Regions from separate parts of the Mus musculus genome. Here region 1 is linked to region 2. Evidence: chromatin contacts called from public HiChIP or PLAC-seq data. All regions are on one chromosome and are shown on one strand. Each heading gives the region's core, a stretch centred on a gene start, on an enhancer-like site or on the middle of the called end of the contact. The rest is flanking DNA. Distances are from core to core; before and after follow the strand shown. Region 1 has its middle 80 kb from the start of 5430403N17Rik. Region 2 holds the start of Prag1 (PEAK1 related kinase activating pseudokinase 1).

What was found. HiChIP or PLAC-seq counts read pairs in DNA pulled down with a chosen protein or histone mark.
Region 1: a contact with region 2 is called in an H3K27ac HiChIP or PLAC-seq map of trophoblast stem cells, with 18 read pairs. The contact joins the enhancer-like site here to the promoter of Prag1 in region 2. A contact is called at or near these places in 6 of 39 promoter capture datasets (the 3T3-L1 cell line, 3T3-L1-derived adipocytes, epiblast stem cells and 2 more), 15 of 484 Hi-C or Micro-C datasets (the HL-1 cell line, the N1E-115 cell line, brain and 12 more), 21 of 115 datasets of contacts at active chromatin or transcription factors (CD8 T cells, VIP interneurons, craniofacial prominence and 15 more) and 2 of 9 other capture datasets (liver and pancreatic islet).

What each region holds. Positions count from the first base shown.
Region 1 is chr8:35,959,791-35,966,403 of GRCm38.p6, forward strand. No RefSeq gene overlaps it. Among named protein-coding and RNA genes, the nearest start is that of 5430403N17Rik, 80 kb to the left of the region's middle. Within about 2 kb of position 5,326, at least 16 of the 459 cell types and tissues checked have an H3K27ac peak or open chromatin away from gene starts, as enhancers often do. A contact at or near this core is called in trophoblast stem cells, where this site is marked.
Region 2 is chr8:36,091,145-36,098,164 of GRCm38.p6, forward strand. Prag1 (PEAK1 related kinase activating pseudokinase 1) reads left to right here and starts at 3,684. Exons shown (of 6, transcript NM_172911.3): 1 at 3,684-3,844.

The DNA.
Region 1 (6,613 bases), core at 4,076-6,575, 130 kb before region 2:
AGTTGTCCTTTATCACAAAGATGCCTTACCAATTCCTTACATTGCCCCACCCCACCAAAACCAGCAACACAGGCAACAAGATGGCTCAGCACATAAAGATGCTTGCTGCCATGTCTAGAAACCCAAGTTTCATTACCAGATCCCATATGGTGGATAGAGAAAAGCAACACCCACATTCTGTCCTCTGACATTCACATGTGTGTGGTGGCACACACACACACACACACACACACACACACACACACACACACACACCAAACACTGGATAGAAGTGTAATTTTAAAGATCCAGCTGTCAAATCCATCCAGTATCCCTCTCAACCTACCATCAAAACCCAAAGCAGGAGACAGTCGAGACTTTCTGGGAATCAAATTTTGTTTTCTGAGGAATTTTTACTCTTGTGGACAAAACACATCCTCACAGCAAAAGGTGGTGATTCCCTCTGCCCTCCACCCCTGGATCTTACAGAGTTCAGATGATTTCCCCTATGTATGTCTTTAAAAATATCACCAGGTGAACCATTCGTATGTTGATGTGTTTTTACCTACAGCCAGCCACAGAGTGTGTGATGGTCTTCGCCTCTCTAACCCATCTCTGGGAGGAAGAGGTCCAGGATTATTTGGTTTCGTTTGCAGCAGAAGAATTTTCATTGGGTATATGGAAAAGAACTCTTTGTCGGAAATATTTTGGGAACCTGAAATTGCTCACTGATGATTGTCAGTCTTTCTTTCCCTGGAGGTATTTAAGTAACTGCCGACATCCTTCTGCACTGCCTGGGAACTTTAGCCATTCTGTGAGAAACAATGAACAAGCAGCCATTTTGCCATCCCTCTACCCACTCTACAATCATATCCCCCCCGCCCCCAATCCTTCCATACCCTGTGTGCTACTGTGGTGCTGGCTGAGGGAAACAGCAGTCTTCAGTCAGAAACAGTGAAGGATTAAAGGGTGGATGAGAAAGTAGGTTTTTCTATGATGAGACTCCCATGATATCCTAGTGTCTGATTTAGTCTAACTGGAGAACACTGAATCCACCAAACAAGAAAAGTTGTATTTGTATCAATTGTTCATCCACCCAAATGTTATATAAAATGTGGGATGTGGCAAAGACTACACACAGTCTGATAGGATTTCTGCCTGCCTTCAATGGTAGATACAAATGTGTAAAATTACGTGCACAAAGGAGACAGTGGTTTTTTAAAGGGGAGTAAATGAATGGGAGGTGCTTTGCACGTGACTGGAGTAAGAAACAGTGAGCCACGCTGCTGTAGGGCCTTAAACTGTGTGATATCATACCCTTCCCCCCACTTTTCTCTTTCCCTAGACTTTGGCTCTATCAAAAGGAAAACGTTTTTCCACTGGGAATTGGGATATGGTTAAATTGTATCTTTGAATCCAGAATGGGTAGCCTACTCCCTCTTTCTTATCTCTCTAGAGTAATTATAGCTGAGAGTGTCTCGGGAACTCTCTAGGCAGCTTATATTTTGAAATAGAGAGAATTCCAACAGATATTACTTTGAAAGGAATTATAGTTGCAAGAACCTCAGCCAATCAGAGCAAAATTCTTCTAGACCAGTACTGTCCAAACAGAATAGAAGTCAGAAAGCGCCATCCTGATAAGTGAACCGGTTCATCGGCTGCTCCAAGGTCTCTGTGTTAATGACCTCTGTGAGGAGGATGTTACTGGCCCTGGTTTGTCTCTGACACTAGATCTTCATGGCACTTGTTATTGGCCAGACTTCAGGTTTTAAGACTTTATATCTAAACTGTTATCTAGGGCCCTACTCCACCAGGCAGGCTTTACATGTCCCTAAAATCGACTCCGGCAGAAGTAGTCTCTTCAACAAGAGATGTCATCTAGTTTCCTGGAAAGAGAAGGGAACTGGCTTCATCGCGGTCTCAGGCGTTAAGGCCCTGGCCCGTTTCCCTCTGCACTGCATTTCTTTTGCTGCACCCTGCCTGCTGCCTGCGAGAAATTCGAGTCTGGGAAAGTGACTTGCTCTTGTTAAGCAGCGGGGAAGTTTTGAGGCAGCCTCTGTGATTTGGGGTGCCTTGAAGCGAGGAGAAGTAGTACCCCATCGGCCACTTTCTGTATCTGCTTTCTCTCTGCAGAACGCTTTTAAAGTTCGGATGTAGCAGGAACCATCGTGCGCCATCTCTCATCGGTGTGTTTGTGCAGTGAAGCACAACCTGGACCTTCCCCATCACAGGCATTAACAGCCTGCAACCGATCCCCGTTATGATTTAGGTTAAGTGGAAGCTCTTATTATGTGTTCATTTAATAACTTTGCTGGACTTGAGAGTTCAGGCAACCGTGGCTAATTCATAAAAGGAACAGCCTCCCAAAAGCATGCATTGATGTAGACACTCCGTACGCCCCTCATAATTTAACTCTGTTCAGCTGAATAGATTTCGCATATGCATCCATTTGTGCCAATCTAGTCTCCTTGTAGCTTTTAAAATCTGACCTTGAAGCTCATTCTTTGCGAGAAATGCAGGGTTTTTTTCTCCCCTCAATTTGGTACTGAAGTAAAGAGCTGTGATATTTTTATTATGTGTCTGGAAGAAGGAGGTGTTCCATAATACAAAAACCAGACCTCTAAAGTTCACCCTGATTACAAAATTCAAAACAATATACCAAAAGGTCAAAGCAATTCTTATTTTTAAGGCTTAAAATAACTAGCTAAGCTTCAGAAACATTTAGCTAGCATATAGAGGCATTTTTTTAAAAACTAAAAGTAGTTACTTAAAAATTCCATTATACATGGCACGATATTTAATTTTAAATGAAATTTAAAAGGCACATTTAAAAATATGGAATGCCTATCAAAAAAATTCCCCCACAAATGTGTATTATAGTACTTGTTTATAAATACAATGGCTATGTTTTTAAAAAAAGTTTCAAGTTATTGGGGTTTTTTTAGGGTTTTTTTTTTTAGTAGTTTAAGCATTCTGTTTGTGAACTATAAAATATTTAATTTATTATTTCTTACTGTAGTTTCTCAAAAGGGTCACAAGAGAATTTTATATAACTATGAAGTGGTAAATATGTCAGTGTCTGATCTTCAAATGGAATAGTCAATTAGTTACCTTTCCAAATGTGCTTGTAGGAACAGAACTGGGACGTTTAAGAGTTCTTTTCATCAAACTGTTCAAGTGTAGACATCTTCTCCCACCTCCACCCGCTTGGGGGGGGGGGGGGGCGAGGGGAATGAGGTTTGGGGACAGGCTCTCTGTGTAGCCCTGCCTGTCTTGGAACTCATAGTCATCTCATACTGATCTCAAACACAGACTTCTGTCTGTCTTTACCTCCCAAGTGCTGGGATTAAAGCCTTGTGCGACCACACCAGGCTTTACACGTAGAAATCTTGACTCCCAAACAAACTTAACATTTATTGACGCTATTTTTTTTTTCCGTTGAAAATGGTAAAAAGGAAAACAATCTGGTCTGTGTCGCTCAGTCAATGCCACCCGCAGGTCTTACTGTTACCCGATAACTCGTCATAACGATGACCTGTCCAACCCTGGGTGAGGGAGCAGCAGCTCCTGCTATTTCCCAGCATGCTTTGCAAAGCCTTGTTCCCTTCTGTCAGTTCGTTTTTGCATATTCTTCTGGATCTACAACTAAGGTTAAGATGCTAAGGCAGATTTGGTAAGAGAAGGGTTGTGCCAGTTTTGTGAACCCCAAAAGACCACCAAAGAGTAGATACCGATGCAATCACACTAGGGTCTTTATTACATGCTCAAGCTTGGGCCACACTGCCTTCTCTGATGCAGCAGAGCCGGAGGGAGGGTGAAATCCTGAGCTCTTGGCAAAACAAGGTTTTATAGGAAATGGCAAGCAAGCGAGGGGGTTTCTAGCCTGGCACACATCTGACTGGGGTGGGCTATTACGGAATTTTGTTGCCCTTTAACTTAATTGGCTGGTGTGGGAGCCAAACCATAAACTTAGCTTCCACTTTCCTCCTGATTGGTGGTTGTTAGGAAGTGGCGTGCTGGGGGCAGGCTTGTAACCTGGAAACTAGTGCCAGGTGCAGGATTACTGGAGAGTAACCTGGAAACTGGTGCTAGACTCCAGCTTGTTAGTCAAGGTCAAGTTCTCTAAGATGGAGTCTGAAGCCAAGATGTGGTCTCTCAAAGGTGCCCTTTACAATAGAAAGTCCTGATTTTTGTCCAATTTGTGATGAATTTTTAGCACATTGCAAGCAAGGACATGTCATTTCACAAGAGTAGACAGTAGCCTTTAAGTGTTGGACAAACAGCCCATTTCTTGCCACCTTAAGGGTCAGTTTGTCCATGCAGATGGTCTAAGCAGATGAAGAAAGGTCCTGGATTGGAAAATATGGCACCTCTATGTTTAAGATTTTCTTAAAAATGTGTATAAATTGTTATTTTGGCAATAGAGTATGACTTCACATGAACTCCAACAGTATAAAAAAGGGAAGAGCTATGTGCTAAGTATTCAGCGTAATGACTCACAGATTATATCACAATGTAGAAAATTTCTCTGGAAAATGGATTTAAATGCACATGTATTAAAAATAAACTAATTAATTAAATAAACTAGTGATGTTCTAACGAGACAATAGGACCTAAACTATGAACGAAGTAAATAGGACATTATGGGTTGATAGTGTGCCAAAAGTGTCTTTCTACATCCTGAACTGAAATACATGACCAAGAAGGGTCTCAAATCTTTATGACTAACAATGTCAAAAGAAAAGTCCAGAATCCATACAGGTTTAGTGACGAAAATTTGTGAGTGGTTTGGCCATGCTGAATTTAGCATAGGAGGTAAAAGGAACAAACAGGCTATAGTAGAATTGCAAGCCAAACCTGACAGTCATATTTCTAAGATATGAAGTATTTGGTATATTATTTCTTGGTGGGTTAGCCCTCTGTCTACCTCAGACCTGAGGAGAGAGCAGATCCCACAGGCCTCTGTCCTCTCTTCTGCTCTGAACACTGAAGATCTATTATGTTCATGGTGCTTAGCTCTACCTCTAGTGAATACAGCACAGTGCAGAACTCAGTGACATTCCTGGCAATTTGAGAATTTCCTGTGACTTCCAAGAGGCAGCGAGGAGTCATCCACTGCCCTCTGTGACCTCTAGCCCCTCTACCTTCCAGGAAGTCTTTGAAGCTTAAGCCTCTTGGTTTATTTTTAGGTTCTCACTGGCATCCACTGGTGACTGAATTTGACCAAGTTCAGTTTTCAAAGGCCTTGCGTTGTGGACATTTCAGTCATAGCTGGGGAGCTACTGGGTTGCTGCTCCAGGCTATGGCCTCTAGATTCAGTGTGAAGAAGTGCCTGGCATGGAGGGAGTGAGGGGAAACAGTTGGTCCCTCCCAGCAGATCACACATCCTCACTGGAAGAGTTTAGAGTGGGTCATTAATTACTCTGACATTTTCAAGAATGCCTTTCTCTGAGAAGACCATGCCTGGGGGATAACAGCTACCAACTGTGGTCAAAGAGACTCTGTAAGCACATGCTATCTAGCACATGTGCTAGAAGACAGAAAAAAGGCAGTGCAGGAGGTCTGTTCCCTGTAAAATCTACAGTGGAAAAGCCTTCTATGTTAGTTCTGGGAATCCTTAGGAGACTACAGAGAGGTATCTTTCTTTTTCCCCATTTAGTCCAAGTCTTCCCTTACAACTGCTGAGAAGTCGAATGGAAGTCAAATACCAGATATGTTGTTCTCGGGGCTGGATCAGGTTCACATCTTTCTCTGATCTTTCATGCATCTAGACTAGCATTTTCTCTCCTTTGCTGTCACTGCTATATGCAATTTTTACTTTCCCACAGCCTTTGATTAACAAATTATAGTTTACGTCAGATCAAATGGAGATAAGATGTAAGATCCCAAAGGGTGTCTTCAAGCACCCTTGCTATATCTGTCAACTAATAAGGGGCATATTTTCTTAGTATCTCTGGTTGAGGAGTAACTATCCACAAGGAAATTTTCATATCAAATATAGATGGAATCTTACTCTTCCCCCTTTTTCTTCTATTCTTGATCAAGCTTCCGTTTTATCTACTAAGTAGATATTCCTATTAAAGGGCAAACAGGAGCCATGGGAGCCTAAAGCAGAGGGATCATTAAGGTTCAGACAAAACAGAGTAAAGTGATGGTGGTAATCATTTTGATGAGAAAGGTGTCCCTGAGAACAAGGGAATCCTGTCCCAGGCAACAGTGCCCAAGAAGAAGGAGAAGAGGTAGAGGAGGAGGAGGAAGGGGGAGGATGAGGAAGGGGGAGGATGAGGAAGGGGGAGGATGAGGAAGGGGGAGGAGGAGGAAGGGGGAGGAGGAGGAAGGGGGAGGAGGAGGAAGGGGGAGGAGGAGGAACACTCCTCCATTGCTGGTGGAATTGCAAACTGGTACAACCACTCTGGAAATCAATATGGAGGTTCCTCAGAAAATTGGAAATAGATCTATCTGAAGGCCTAGTTGTCTATGTTGGATAGAGTATACAGCAGCAGTTAGGAACTACATTTATGGGGAAATTGACTAAGTATGTATGTGTAAAGTTAAAAATATGGGAGCCAAGTTTCTCTAGCGTTTGGGAGAGAATTGCAAAACCACAAAGGAAGAAAAGAGAAATGACAGCTGT
Region 2 (7,020 bases), core at 2,434-4,933:
AACCCTCCATGTCTCTGTGTTGTTTTTTGTTCCTTATTGATATGCCTCCTTATATGATATGCCTCCCCGTACCCCTCTCAGGACTTCAGTGCCATCCTTGTCTCTGCCACATGGCTACTGGGGATTGCATGCGGGCTCTCCTGCCTGCCAGGCAGGCTTTCTACCCCTAAGCTCTATCCCACTGACGTTCGTATTTGTAGTAAGGATGCTACCATCCTATCCATACATTGTGATTAGAAATCTGCTAGGAATCTTTAATTCCTTGTCTTCATTCTCCATGCCCTCTACACAGTAGTTCGGTGAGGTTCACATGAGAAACTCCACATTCATCATTGTGCACTTTCAGCTTGACACAGCCAATGCTTCATTGAGGAAGCTAGTAAATATGGCACTCGGTCAATCAGTCCTGCAGTTCTCTCCAAGTCTGAATCTCTCGAAAGAAGCTGTCCTTGCTCACCTCCTTGCCGTGTCCCTATCAAAGGTCACTGTCTCCCATCTGGACCCAGGATAGAAACTGTCATGCTTCTTATTTCTAATCTTTTTCCCCACTTCCTAGTCCACCTGGAAGGCAAGATCCAAGGAACCCTGAAGAGAAACCACCTTAGATGACATCACTCTGTTGCAGAAATGCCTGTGCTTTCTTATTGGCTCACCGGCAAGCCAGCTCTTTCCACCCAGTGTCACCTTACACTGTGCTGTGTCTCTTGTCCTCATACTCCTGCCAGACTGCCATCGAAGTCGGGGGGGGGGGGGCACTCCCAAATCCATTCCTTTGTAGAGATACCATTCCTTCAGTCTGGAAAGTCCCCATTGTCCCAAAATAGCAACCTTTCTCATTACAAAGGCCCCTTCCTCCATGAAAACTCTCTCTCTCTCTCTCTCTCTCTCTCTCTCTCTCTCTCTCTCTCTCTCTCTCTCCCTACCTGACTCACTTCCATTCCCTTCCGAGTGCTTCTATTTGTCTCTTACTTTTTCCCTATAACTTCCTAAGGAGAAGCAACTCGATAAATATTAATGGACTGAAATTGAACACCTTTCTGACATTAAGGTGAGAGGCATTTCTGTTTCATCCAGATGGAGAAAGACCGGGCATGAGAATTCTTTAGCCCAGTCTACATGCTCTCTGAGCCCTCTCAAATATCCCGGCTCCGGTTTTCTTAGGATAATTTAATGGCACACACTTCTTGCTTCTGCCTCTTTGGTTCTTCAGTTATAAACTACATTACCTTACCCCCAAGCACCCCTGTCTCAATCTTGTCTCTCAATCTCCTAAAATTTAACAGCTCTCTTGTACAGAATGGCGCCCAAGCACTAAAACACCCAAGAGAATTGCTCTTACAAAAGGTCTGATCTGTATCAAAGAGCTCCATCCCTGAGTAGAAAACACCATGAAAAGCAAGTCGCCAGATGCAAAGTGCTGAGCACACACAAATTGCACTGCATTGCAGGGTGCGGGGTGCGGGGTGCGAGTCTAAGCCAAACGTCCACCACATGCACGAGCTTACCAGTTTCACAGGGAATTATAACACACCGAACAGCTGCAGGACAGGCACTGTGCAAGTGGGTGGTATTTTGTATACATCTTTGCCACTTTTGAAGATTTGTTTTTCATTAGGCAGGCTGAAGCCTTTTTTGCTGCCACATAGCTGGCATAAAAGGGGAAAGAAAAAGCCATGTTATGGATCAGCAGTGGCAGTATTGTGTATTTATCTCCTGTAAGCCCAGCAAACCATTTGGGAACCATTTATTGAGCAGAAATTCCAAATTAACCCTTCACTTGCTGTGCCATGCTATAGAACCACAGCGGTCTCTCTGTGTTGCAAACTTTGCTTCTTTATTGTGTTCTTTGGGTTCTTTGTGCATTAAGGATAAATTGGGTAAAGAGAGTAAAAAGTGTGGAAGTGTCTCTTATGTGCTTGGCATGGCCTTTATTTATCCTGGGAAGTGTCTATGCCCCCTGGAGAGGACTGAAAGATGTGGGGAGCTGAATGCTGAGAGCCATGAATGATCCAAAATCCCCATGAGAGGGCCCAGTGTCACTGAACTGAAAGCCCCTCTTGGGTCCGGATTGTGTTTGTCCAGTGCAAACCATTTTGTACCTGTCTGCTTGTTGGCACTTTCCCCTCTGGTGTCTTCATAAGTAGACTGGACCCCTCAGGAGAATGTAATGCTGCTGGCGCCGTTCCACCAGAGTTTTCCTTATGTACTTGTTGAAATGATTGACTGGTAGGGCAATGTGGTGGACTCTCGGTGGAATCAGGCAGCTCTTGGTTCCCATCTCAACACTACCACTTTTCACCTGAGGAGCCCTGGCAAAGGATAGGACCCTTCTGGACCTGTGTTATGCTGTGTCAAATGTGCTAACCCTGCCCTGTGACGTTGCCTGGCACGTAGTAGGTTCTTCATGAATGTTAGTACGACTCCTATTCACCTTCCTATCAGTCTTTCCGTACTTAAATGGGTAATGAGGGACATTGAATGATAAGTAAATTCTCCTTATGGTCCCTTTGCACTCCTTACATAGAAGCCACACATATCCAAAACATGTCTTCTTCCTCTTTCATATTCTATATAGCGCTGCCAGTGTTAACACCACATAAAGGCGAAGAGGGGGAGGGTCTGAGTGGTGCCTTCCTTCTCTCCGTGGAATCATCCTGATTAAGGATGTAACACCGCGCTGCCTCTGTAAAGCAAAGGGAAGCAACCAGATGTGTTGAGGGGGGGGTGCGGGGGAGGATTCCGTTTTCACTCAGGCTTGGCCCTGAGCAGTAACTTCAGTGCCTGGCTTCTTAGGGAACACCCAGGGCAAGGTGCAAGTCTGTCCTACTCAGGCAGCTGGAGGAAGGGAGGCGACTGGCTGGCCCTCTCCTGAGAGTTAAAAAAGATTTTTCGCCCGAGGAACAATATCTTGAACTCCTTGTATCTCAGCCAGTGACTCACGCACTGGAAGCGGTGTAAACACAGGTGGAGGACCTGGGTGCCCCAGCATGATTGAAGGCCGGTCCTCCAGGCCAACATTTGCATTCCACTGTTAAAACACTAAAGTTCAAAGAGATGTGCTGAGCCATTTGCTAGAGGCCTGGACATGAGGAGCTGAGCAGGACCTGAAATCTCTCAGCCAGCCCTGCTCCAGCCGGCTTGTGGTTCTCCTAGGATAACAGTACGTGGCAGTGAAGGCGCTCACGCCTCTTTCAGAGCCCACCGCCCTAGATCTTATTATTGTACTCCGGATCCCCTCTCTTCCATGTTTCGTTCTTTTGCTCCCTCCCTACCAGGGTCTCCTAGGGTCGGCTGGGTGGAGGGATGAGAATGCATTTACTCCGACAGACACACCTATCTGTGCATTGTGGTTAAGGAAAGCTGGGAGCACCAGAGATCTTCCAAGCAGAACTGCGCTGAGCTGGGATTGAGCTGGGGACGCTCTGGGGGGCTCAGCTCCAGGTCTAGGGGCGCCAAGGCTCGGGCTGGGGGCGGAGCCTCGCTGTGGCGAGCGAGGGGGCGGGGCGCGGTGCGGAGTTCCTAGGGACCTGGGCAGGGGCGATCGCCCGCCCTCCTGGACTGGGGACGAGCAGAGTGGCGGGACGCGCAGGCCCGGTGGAGACGCGGGGCAGCGGCAAGGACTGCGGGGGTGCGGCGGGAGCGGAGCGGGCGGCGTCACCCGAGGCGGAGGGGGCGGAGCCGCGATCGCAGCTGCCACCCGGCCGCCGGGCCCAGGCAGAAGTCAGCCGCCCGCGGCTGGGCAAGCACTCCGCGCAGACACGCTAAAGACAATGCTCCGAGGCGTCCGGCGGGGCAACGGACTGCTGGGTCACCGACGGCGAGGCTGCGAGACCGCAGACCCCAGGTGAGCCCACCACTCTCTCTCCAGATCCCGCCGCTTTTTGTCTGACGAACGTGGCGGCCCAGGGGCTTTCGCAGAGTCGCTGCGGTGGCCCGGCGGGCCAGCCCCTGCTGGCGTCCCCAGGGGTGACAGGCTACCGATCCGGAGCGCGTGGAGAGTCCGGACCTCGTGCTCAGGGTTGTGCCCTCGGTGCAGGTTCCGAGACGGGAAAGCTGGGGAGTCGGAGGGGTATTTTCAATTCTTTTGAGAAACGCTCGCTTTGAAACTGGGAAACTTTTCCTTGGAGTTCCGGGAAGGGTGATCGACTGCTGTAATGGTTTTACTGGTCTTGCTGGTCTGGCTGCTCTGTTTTGTGTGTTGGGAACTGCTCCTTTTGCAGTGAGTATTGTCAAAGGAGCAGAGGGGCAGAGGCCGTTCGGGCTGCTCCGGCCAGACCCGGAGGTGACGAATTGGGGGTCCAGGGAAGCCACCTTTAGGCTGCAGCTGATCTCTGAAGGAAGGTGCTATCTGTTTGATGAACCTTGGTGATCATTCCATACCTGGAGCTAGCTCCCAACCTTTGCTTGTGATGTCCCCTCTGCAGCCGGGCGCACACACCCACATGCACCCACATGCACACGCAAGCACGCTTACCCTTGGAAAATAGAATCTCTGCTTGTGTGTGAGTCCTGGGAATGCGAATGGAGGCGGCTGAGCAATTCTCAGCCCACAGCGCTCGCTCACTGTGTCTGTTCTCCCAGGTAAAGCTCAACCATGGTTTTGCAGAGCCTATTGTAGAGCCCAAAGGTCTAAGGCTGAGGAGTTTTGCAACGGATTCAGTTCAGACTCAGGTTGGAAAGGCTTAACTGATCACAGTTCTCAACTCTACCTTACAGCCCCTTCTGAGGAGATTTGACAGGAGGCCCCAGAGAAAGCAAGTTGGCTTTCCTAGGGTCCCTCAGAACTTTGCTCCCCTTATTGGATCAGACTGCAGGCTTCAAGTCCACACTCCTCCTACTATGATTGCTCAGAAAGTAGAAAATAAAAAGATATGTAGATACCATTATATACCCTCAGTGCTGGGGCTGGGGTGAGGTGGGGTGTTAGGGTAGTCATGTCCTGCTTTCTCCCTAGACCACGCTGGCTAATGGAATATAATGCATTAATCTATATACTTTCCATACATACTATACCTTTGGGGGGTTGCATTATTATTTTTTTTTTGTAAAATACAAGAAGCAATATTATTTAGATGGAAAATTGTGGAATTCTATCAAGTAAGGCATGAGCAAATTTGGGTGCAAATAAGAGGGGTTTTGACCTGAATACTTAGGATCTGGCCACCCTGATTCTTCGGATTCTTTTTGAGATGGGGGTGGGAGTGTATCTGACAGCTCAGCCTTGTAAATCGTAGCGCCCCGAAGTTTGCAGAGGCAAAGCTCTGTTATTGTGACTTGGATCACAAAGAAGGCTGCGGATCTTTTCCTGATCTTACACTTGCAGCCTCTCACTGAGAAATGGGATCATTTGCATAATTCTGCACCTACCCTCTGAGGTAGGCATGTGAGAAGGTGCCATTCCCAGGCTGTGCAGAGCTGGCACTACCCAGGGCTCTCTCTACTCCTGCTCTGAGAGTCATTTGCATAGTTCATCATCTTTTCCCTGAAAGCAAACAGGAGACAGTTCCAGGCCTAGAAGGGCTGCTCTAGCTCCAAAGACAAGCTGGGAATGTCTGTTTGCAGAGCCTAAGGAGCCAGTTTTAACAGGACACAATGAGTCAGTGACAGTGGGCAGCCCGGGGTTTCCTTTGTTACTCATATTCAGCGACTTCTCTTAAAGATACTCTGTGTTTCTGGGCAGTTGTGTGACCCATGTGGTGGTCAGCCTGCAGGAAAATGTCAGAGTTGTGGAAGAGAGCAAAGGAGTGCCCGTGAGTGAGTGAGTGCTCTCAAGGTAGCTTCTGGCAGTACAGTACAATAATCAAGAGCCTACTGAACTCCCCAGGCTGTCAGAAGCTGATGGCAAAAAAAAAAAAAAAAAAAAAAAAAAAAAGGAAAAAAAAAACCACACACAAAAACAAACAAAAAAAATGGAAAGGAGGGAGGAGCCTTACAAAGTGGGGTGTCTGGGTGTTCTGGATTGCCTGTTAAAGAGGAAATGAGATGAGGCCACCCCAAATTTGACCTGTGTGACTGTGTGCAGCAACCTCTGAGGAAGCCATTGGATGTCATCCCCACAGCTCCCCCAGCCTGCCCTGGAGCTAGCTTCCCAGGAGCCCCACACAGCTGTCTCCCCAAAGCCCACTGAGGGTCACTGGAGTCTTGCCTACAGTAGACATGGGCCCGCAACGTGGCTTTGCTGTGACCTGGAAGGTCTAGTCAGGCTTCCCATACAAATCTGGCCCTTAGAATGGCAAACTCAACTTCTCTGAAGACTAAAACAAAACATTTCCTCCACCCACCCACTCTCCCCCACCCCTCCGCCTCCCACCCTGCAACTGCACCCCTTATAAAACTTAGCAGCAAACATTTAGCTCTCTGAGGCTGGTGACTATAGGAGAGAGAAATAGCCTGGCGTGATTCCTCTGCTTGTTAAAAGCCTGTGACTTCTTTTGGAAGATCTGATAGAGAAGGAATGGGCTATTTGGGTGTATTGGGAGGAGAGGAATCTAGCCAGCATCGTTAAGGGAAAGAAAGACCCTATACTGACTGTAGAAACATTCAGATCTCAAGACTGTGTGTGTGTTCATTTAGCTTAACGTGGAAGCTGTTTTCTCATTAACTGGCTGGAGCAGGGGTACATTTGGCTTCTATACCCATTGGATAAGCACCTTGTCTGTAAGTGTGGGAGACGAGAGATGGAGTGCTTCCCACAAGAAGTCTGGAATGATCTTGGGAGCTTTGGAGCTCCCGGGTGATCCTATCTGGTTAGTCCTGTTGATTGCTTAGAGAGAATTAACCTCGGGCAAATTCTCACCCGATGGGGTGGCGTAGCCCCCCAAGGGCAGTGCTTGCTAAGTTCCAGGAGCATGCTTATCTCCAGATCTCCACAAGGTTTTCTTCCATAGCACTCTCCTACAGGATGCCGAAGCATCCTCAGTAAGGAAAAGAGAGCAGTGCAGAGTAAGCAGGGAACAGCTAGCTAGCTGGGATCCTGAACAAGGTGAAGAAGGTGTGGTGAGGTGGTCCAGTCAACTGGTT